2 separate regions of the Pan paniscus genome follow, and region 2 is linked to region 1. A link is a contact called in public Hi-C data. All regions are on one chromosome and are shown on one strand. Each heading gives the region's core, a stretch centred on a gene start, on an enhancer-like site or on the middle of the called end of the contact. The rest is flanking DNA. Distances are from core to core; before and after follow the strand shown.

Region 1 (4,549 bases), core at 958-3,457:
CTAGGCTCAAGCCTCATCCTCCTGAGTAGCTGGGACTACAGGCACACACCACCACACCTGGCTATTTTTTGCAGAGACTGGGGGGGTCTCACTGTGTTGCCCAGGCTGTTCTCAAACTCCTGGCCTCAAGCAGTCCTCCCACTTTGGCCTCCCAAAGTGCAGGGATTACGGGCGTGAGCCCCCACGCCGGCCAGTTTGCCCCTTTTGCACCACCAGCGATAATCACTCAACTCCCCTACCCAAGCCTTAGCCCTTCTGTCCGTGTTGTGGAAACCAGGTATTTTCATCAGCATTTCCAAGGGGACTAAGTTTCTCCCACTCCAGAGGAGGAGGTGTTGAAGGATTTGTTGTTCACTTAGATCATTAATGAGGGTCTGGAACAGTCATTTGAAGTTTGGGGGAAACGTCACGTCTCCTATGATGCGCCTGGCTTTAGGGAATAATCCTTGTATCCATTTTGGGAGCCTGCTCTGGGATTCCAGATCTGTGGTTTTCTGAGCACGTCTGTATGGAAGCTGCTGCACTGAGACCTATTTAGCCGGTTATTGAGAAGATAAGGTCCCTTTCGTGAGTCTGCACGGAGCCGCCGTACACCATGAAAGCGCTCACTTGTTTAAAGTTTGCTCTAACTTTGTACATTTTTTCCTTTTTAGTTTTGGCTCTTGGTGCTCTGAGAGCTACCACTTCCTGCCAGCTGGTTCGTTACCGCAGGGAAAATGAGGGACTTTTGGGGGCAGATGTGTTTCCATTCCACTATCATAATGCCCCTAAAAATCCTTATTGCTCTTGCAGTATTCCTCGGGGGTCCCTGGGCCAGAAAGACATCAGCTCGGAGTTCCTCCAGCAACTCAAAGAAGAGAGAAAGCTGTTCCCCAAACTCTTCCGCTGTAGCGCCTTCTGGGTCCCTGGTAGATGCCTCCTTGTGCTCAAAACCGGTTATCACTGTGAAAAATTGAAAGACGCCATGCGCAGACACTGGTTGCTAAACGTGCTTTTGCCCTCCAGGGGCAGACGCTGAGATCCGGCCTGGGAAGGAGTACAGCTGTGGCTCCCCATCAGCGTCAGCATTTGCTCTGGGGGGTTGTAGGGGGAGGTAGGGAAAGCGGAAAGAAACAAGTGTTACCTGTTTGACGAGGCCTGGTCCTTGCAGCCAGGGCCTCCGGGATCATCGCCTTGGCAGGGGGCCCTGGGCAGTCCTGGCTTTCCTGCTAGCTCCCTGAGACAGAACACTTTCCCCGCTCGCTGCCTCAGTTTCCCCATACACCAAGGGAGGGGCAGCACCCCCTGCTCTGGCTTCAAAGGGTTCTTGGATGTAGCCAATGTTATATATAAAAAGCTCTAACGTTGTATAAGCTCTGAAGGTGCTTTGAAAATTGGAGAGTCCATGCATTAAACATGGAAGGTAATAATATGAATACACACAGAGGAATTCATGGGTGGGGAGACGGCAGCCCAGCACTGAGCCTGGGTTTCTGGGATCAGCCAGGCCTGCATTCCAGCCCGAGCTCTGCGCCTCTCTTGCTGTGTCACCCGGGACAAGTGAGTCAGTCTCTCTGAGCCACCAGCTCCTCAGGCATGAAACCTGTAACTCAGACTCCCAAGTCTGATTTGCACATCTCTGATTTTAAGTGGCGCCGGCTAAAGGTGAAAATTATTCTAGTAGGTATTCTTTGCACCGCTGATTTGTACTTCAGGCAATTGGTTGGTTTTCCATTTAGGGTCGGGAGACAGGGGCCCTTTTTTTGTCCATCAATTGATGTCAGTTAAACAAAAAAGAGTGGGTTTTTTGGAAGAAAAATATTAAGCAACTACAGGTGCCCTGAGGATGGGACAGAAATCAGAAAGTCGTGTGTAAAGTTTCAGAGGTCCACTTTTAGAGAATTCTTGTTTATCTCAGGGATTTTCCGCACTCCTGTAAGTCGGTGTGGGGAGGGGTGGGGGGAGATGGGGGAGTTGCCAGTTCAGATCTATAGAGGGCTCCAGCATGACAAAACTGGGTGTCACACATCTTCCTTTTGGGGGTCGGGAAACCACCCTTCCCTGCTCACCGACACCACTGGGACCCCTCACCCCCCACTCCTGCATTGATCCATAGCTCAGATTTCTCTCTCATTTTAGGGTCACGATGACTCAGCACCCTCCTTTCTGGCCAGGGCACCTCCCTTGGCCTCTAGGGGCACTTGCCTGACAGGCCTCACTGTGCCGGACCTGGGAGCCAGCTGCCCACCAGCCCCCTGGGACTGTGGTTTTGCAGGGAAACAGTGGGTGATCAGTCCCAGCCGGCAGGGGCCAACTCCGGTTTCACTTTCTGCTGCGTCATGGGGTGGGGGGTGGCAGCGGGCCCCCGCTGGTCAGCTAGAGCAGGCACTGAGAGGCCTGCAGACAGCTGCCGGCCCTGCTGCCAGAACGCACCCCCCACCCACCCCCTGCAGCCTGCCAGGATGGGGGCTGGGCTCTCAGGAGCCCCTTAAATCTTTCCACCTGCACAGTGTCGGGGACCTCAAGTGAGAAAAGCCTGGAGCCGATGAGATGGTTTCCTGAGCTGTTGGAGATTCCCCCAAAACAACCTTTTTTTTTTTTTTTTTTTTTTTTTTTTTAAATTGAGACAGGGTCTCTCTTTGTCACTCAGGCTGGATTGCAGTGGTGCAGTCAAAGCTCACTGCAGCCTCGAACTCCTGAGCTCAAGCGATCGTCCTGCCTCGGCCTCCCAAAGTGGTTGGGCTACAGGTGCATGCCACCGACTCCTGCCCAAAACAAGCTTGTAAATCACGCAGGCTAGAAACTCAAGAGAGCTGTGATTGTTGCTTCTGGGTCAGATTGCTGTGGCTAGACACTGCTTCTGCCCTTCCTTCCCTGGATAGATGGCTGCTGAGGCCCTACTGTGTGCGGAGCTGGGTGCCAGGTGCTGGAGGTACAGCAGGGAGCCAGACAGCCCCTGCCCGCATGGGGCTCACAGTTGAGTCAGGGGAGACAGACAAAAGAATCAAAGAAATAATCCAGCCGGGTGCGGTGGCTCACGCCTGTAATCCCAGCACTTTGGGAGGCCAAGGCAGGTGGATCACGAGGTCAGCGGATCGAGACCATCCTGGCTAACATGGTGAAACCCCGTCTCTACTAAAAATACAAAAAAGTTAGCCGGGTGTGGTGGCGGGCGCCTGTAGTCCCAGCTACTCGGGAGGCTGAGGCAGGAGAATGGCGTGAACCTGGGAGGCGGAGCTTGCAGGGAACGGAGATTGAGCCACTGCACTCCAGCCTGGGCAACAGAGCGAGACTCCGTCCCCAAAAAAAAAAAAAGAAAGGAAAAAAAAGAAATAATCCCACGTTACGATGAAAATTTCACGCTGAATACTTGGTGTTAGGATCTCAGGAAGGGATCATGCATACATGTCTGTCATGAGTCAACTCCCAGAACACATAGCATAGGAGGCAAGGGAAGGCTGCCCCTTCACCCGCTAAAAGTTTGCTAAAAATAACTGACAGGCCAGGCATGGTGGCTCACGCCAGTAATCCTAGCACTTTGGGAGGCCGAGGTGGGAGGATCACTTGAGCTCAGGAGTTCAAAATGTTCCTGGGCAACATAGTGAGACCTTGTCCCTATTTTATATTTATTTTTTAAAAGTTTTTACCAAAGAAATGACTGACAACAAGTGGATTAATAGGAGAAAAAAGCATATGAGCCGGGCGTGGTGGCTCATGCCTGTAATGCCAGCACTTTGGGAGGCCGAGGCATGAGGATCACGAGGTCAGGTGATCGAGACCATCCTGGCTAACACGGTGAAACCCCGTCTCTACTAAAAATACAAAAATTAGCCAGGCGAGGTGGCGCACGCCTGTAGTCCCAGCTACTCGGGAGGCTGAGGCAGGAGAATGGCCTGAACCCGGGGGGCGGAGCTTGCAGTGAGCCGAGATCGCCTCACTGCACTCCAGCCTGGGCGACAAGAGCAAGACACCATCTCAAAAAAAAAAAAAAGAAAAAGGCATATGAATTTATTCACCATGCATAAACGCCAGGGGAGTGGCAGGAGAATGATTATCCAATAACCCAGTGAAGTCCATCGCTGGGCACAGTGGCTCACACCTGTAATCCTGGCAGTCTGGGAGGCCGAGGCAGGTGGATTGCTTGAGGTCACTAGTTTGAGACCAGCCTGGGAAACATGGTGAAACCCTGTCTCTACCAGAAATACAAAAAAAAAAAAAAAATTAGCCAGCCTTGGTGGTGCACACCTGTGCTCCCAGCTACTCGGGAGGCTGAGGTGGGAGGATCGCTTGAGCCCTGGAAGCAGAGGTTGTAGTGAGCCGAGATCACGCTGCTGCACTCCAGCCTGGGTAACTGAGACCTTGTCTCAAAAAAATATAAAAATATAAATAAATACTTCCGTCATAGAAGGGAGATGGGGGAAATGCGGCCGCTCTCAGGGGTAGTAAATGATTTTTGGGAGGAATGAATGAGTCTGATGCTGGGACAACGGTCAGTGAATAATTCCTTTAGGGAGTCGAATGGGATCGGAGGACAGATGATAGTTTGGGATGAAGTCCGTCTGCACTCCAG
Region 2 (4,403 bases), core at 113-2,612, 220 kb after region 1:
AAGGAGCCGTGTTTACAGCCCAAGAGCAGAAACTGGAAGGCTTCAGCTTTGGCTGGGAGCACATGTTGGGCAATACAAAATTTTCCCAACCTGCATATCCCTGGGGATGACCACAAAAGCACGTGAAAACTGAATTGTGGGTTACAAAAAATTGAATATCTGAATTCACAAATACAGAATCTGTGAATAATGAGGACTGACTGTATTTTTAAAACCATGCCCAAACCAGCTGCCCAAACTGAGTGTCAGAATAAATCCATAGCCCTAATGAGTACAACTTCACCTTACAGCAAACTTCTCCTGTGTCTGTGGAATCCTCACATTCCTTATGAACCTACTCAAAAGTTAACCTCTGTAACAGAAAGCTGCTCTAGTAACTACTGAAGTGGGACCCCCGCAAGAGGCTCCAAAGGAGACCCCTGACTGCACTGATAAGAGATTAATTAGAACGGCAACCCAACTGTAGGAAGCCATGGGAAAGAAAAGGAAAGACAACTAAAAATCATTCTGGCAGCAGGTTTTGTCTCTTGTTTAAAAGGTACAGACAGGTGAAGACCTGCAAGTCACTTAGGGCAACAAACATGGCCCTACCTGAGGGACATGCTGTCATTTTGCAAGCCGATCATACAAACACCAAGAGCTTCACACTCACACAGTCTCCATGATGCAGCAATACATCTTTTTTACAAACTTGACTCTGTGATATTTTATTGTCTGGATTTCTGAATAGACTGATGTGGGGGGGACAGTGGACATTTACCGAGCAGCTAATGCCAGGCACTATGTCGAGAACTTTACCTTCATTACCTCACTGAATTCTCCCCAGCCTGGTAAAATGAATTTTCTCTTCTCCACTTTAACCTCTGGAGCTAAGGACTCAGGTTACATCAAACACCACCGATTTTATTTCCTTCAAGCGGCTAAAATAACTCGAGAGATTGTTTGGGTATTTCAACTAGTTGAGTATTCAATTAATCACTTTAACTAATTACTAATGATTACTTTATAAGTATTTCTTATAAACTGGATTCATGAGTTTTCCTCTAGGTAGAGATCTTTCCCTGCAAGAAACGAGAGAAAAAACGTTTTCTCTTCACAGAAACTTCTCTCATCTCTAGTCATAATTCTTTAACTGTTTCATGGAAGACTGGACACAGATCAAGCAGCACTCAGCAGACATCTTCGCCCTGACTCCTATAAAAGTGTCACTTCACCCTGAGTGCAAAGGTGGCCCTGAGCGAGTGCCTAACCAAGGCCCCTGTGCCAGGCTTCTCCAGCTCTGGACTCTAAAGGCTTCCCCACAACTGCAGGAGAGGTACGCTGTCGAATCCGAATGCTAAGTCTGTCCACATTACTTAGCATGAATAAGCATGTCAATGTTTTACTTGGCGTTGGAAAGGTAGATTGGTTGCCAGCACGACAGCACCACCTTCTGGTTGGTGAAAAGGAATTAAGATACAAAGTCACATCTGGAGCATTTCAAGTTTTGTAAGCCAGATGGATGGCAAAGTTGAAAATCTAGTTTCCATAAAATCCAAACAATGTCAGTAGTAATTAAACACCCTCACAGATCAGTAATGGAATAGTAACTGTAGGTCACTACTGGCTACTGCTCCACTTCTGGGCACACTGCAGCCACTTCCAGCCTCTCAGCCCTGACACTGAAGCCCACTGCGCCCTATGAAAGAAATTCCTTATCGTGTCATCAGAGTCACATCCATCCCCCTGGCTGTGCAAAAAGGTTCTCTGCTGTTCACAAAGTCCAAATTTGATGGCCAGCAATAAAGTATCAGACACTGGCCCAACAACCACTCCCACTGGTACTCGTTGGCAGGTAGGGAGTATCGTCCTCTGATGGTTCTAACGAGGACTATCATCCTCTTATGGAGCCCATGAGGACTCGGCATCCCCTTCCTGTTCCCCTCAAGCATGGGACTCCTTGGTAGACTGTGCTGGAGATGGATCTTGGGTGTGAGGTCCAAATGGGGCTTCCTCCTATAGGCGATACCATCCCTACAGAAATCCAGAAATCCAGACCACGAGACCCCATCATGACAGCTGCAAGAGGCCTCTAAACTCTAAACGATTCCTTAATCTCAGCTTCCAAAAGAGACCCCAGCAGCTGGTTTCCAGGCCTGCCTTCTTCAATGCAGTGGCCCCATCCACTTGTCAAATGGCCCTTGGGTGTCAGACTCTTCCTGATTCTGCTCATCAGGTAAGCTATTCATCCTGCTCCCTCAAGGAGAGCCAAGCAAGGTGGACAGAGAGAGGACTGTGCTTTAATCACGACATCCTTCTCTTGGTGAGCAGCACAGAAGTCTCCTCCAGACCTGTGGAGACCACAGGGTGAAGGAATGAGCATTTCTTCCTGAAGCTGTCCACAGGAATCCCAAGCCCCAGGCTACTCTAGAGAGAGGCAGCACCTGAGGAGGGAGAGCTCTGCCAGTTACCTCTGCTTCCCCCCACCCCACCAACACCCGCCACAGTGCTTTGCACACCTGGAAAAGAGTAATTCTTCTTTAAATGAGGACTTTAATCTGTGTTTCTCCTGAACTGCCTGAGTTCAAACTCTGTTTACCATAACCCTCAACAAGAAATCCATGTGCATTATAACCCAGTACACACACATACATCTGTACGTACAGAACCCTGAAAAAAAGGTTACATTAAAAAAAAAAAAAAACTATATTATATAAGACACACTGACATTTTCTAACTTCTTCCATTTTATTAAAAATGCTGGTCACCATTCATTCAAATGACTTCACAACCCAGTGAGGGAGTGCAACCCTCACTGGGTGAACACTGTCGTAAACTTCCGCCTTCGTTCATCACTCTGTTGGGTGCCATGCTCCTCTCTCTTCTCGGCTATCCCAGAATTGGCCCCTTCCCAAGGACTGTACCAGGGCATCTCCTCAAAGCCCTCTCCAGCTCTGTGCCAGCACCATTCCAAATGCCAAGGATGTAGAATAATGACTAAGATGTAGCCCCCATGCCGAGAAGCCAAGTCTACTGGGTGGGACAGACTGACATTGCCTCTTCCTCTGAAGACAAAAACACTTGTTATCTGTATTCATTCATTCATGCATGCATTCATTCATTCATTCATCCATCCATCCATCCATCCATCCATCCCCCACCTTGACTCACTCTCACATCATTGTGGAAACAACAGTTTACATTTGTCAAAAGGCAGGCCAGGCGTGGTGTCTCATGCCTGTAATCCCAGCACTTTGGGAGGCTGAGGCAGGCAGATCACTTGGAGTTTGTGAACAGCCTGTCCAACAGAGTGAAACCCCATCTATATCAAAAAACACAAAAATTAGCCAGGCGTTGTGGTTAGTGCCTGTAGTCCTAGCTACTCAGTAGGCTGAGGCAGGAGAATTGCTAGAACCCAGAAGGCAGAGGTTGCAGGGAGGCAGAGGTTGCAGTGAGGTGAGATCACACCACCGCACTCCAGCCTGAGTGACAGCACAAGACTCCATCTCAAAAAAAAAAAAAAAGATGAATCCATCTAATAGGGTTTCCTTTTTCACAATCTGTTTGTCAAGGGATAATTTTCATGAACTCTAAATTAGGAACTAAAGTGCACTGTCACTGATTCTTGGAAGCCAATGGCCCATTTATTACCCTATGTAGCATTTATAGATGTGGCAGGTTCCCAGATAAATTCAATTTGGCCTCAGCCTCTTAGAAAAGGCTGTGAACTAGAGCACATGCAAAGACTAACCCTCTACCATGCTTAAAAATACATAGAAACTGTTTGGGTACGTCCGTCAATTTCATCTACTTTTGACTTTGTGCTACCATGCCATCCTACACACATGGGAAAGAGTGCCATGAGGGTGCCCCCCCCAGACAACAACCACGCTTTCCAAGGGCAGCTCTATTTGGTTGACCAACTTCGTACTCAATACTTGGAAATTCTTTCAAAAGCCCCAGACTTCTCAATGAAAACTGGTTAGATGTAATATTTTATTTTAAAACTTGTATTCAACCTGGCCAAGATAGCAAGAACCCATTTCTTTAAAAAAAAAAAAAAAAGGCAGGCATGGTTGCATGCACCTATAGTCCCAGCTACTTGGAAGGCTAAGGCAGGAGGATCGCTTCAGCCCAGGAGTTCGAGGCTGCAGTGAGCTATGATCGCACCGCTGTACTCCAGCTTGACCCTGTCAGAGTGAGATCCTGTCTTAAAAAATTAAATTAAATTAAAATATAAAACTTGCTTTAACCAAGAATAAATAAATCCCCCCAACCAACATGACAGCAAAGTTTACACAAGGCACAAGATTCAAACTCTGATTTTTAACAAATCAAGTAAAATCCATGTTTCCACGTTCTAGCTCCCCGCCGCCCCACAGCTGCTCCACTCCACGTGCCCTCTGTTTCAGTCATGCCAAAGG

The links. Hi-C and Micro-C count contacts between places; a contact is called where the count stands out from the background.
Region 2: a Hi-C map of induced pluripotent stem cells shows a contact between it and region 1, with 3 times the contacts expected there. The contact joins two enhancer-like sites. A contact is called at or near these places in 2 of 3 Hi-C or Micro-C datasets (fibroblasts and induced pluripotent stem cells).

The regions. Positions count from the first base shown.
Region 1 is chr18:14,845,059-14,849,607 of NHGRI_mPanPan1-v2.0_pri, forward strand. All of the region lies in intron 1 of LOC100992644 (a long non-coding RNA gene), which reads left to right. Among named protein-coding and RNA genes, the nearest start is that of MIR193B, 6.9 kb to the left of the region's middle. Within about 2 kb of position 2,208, at least 1 of the 2 cell types and tissues checked has open chromatin away from gene starts, as enhancers often do.
Region 2 is chr18:15,064,344-15,068,746 of NHGRI_mPanPan1-v2.0_pri, forward strand. All of the region lies in intron 21 of PARN (poly(A)-specific ribonuclease), which reads right to left. Among named protein-coding and RNA genes, the nearest start is that of PARN, 98 kb to the right of the region's middle. Within about 2 kb of position 1,363, at least 1 of the 2 cell types and tissues checked has open chromatin away from gene starts, as enhancers often do.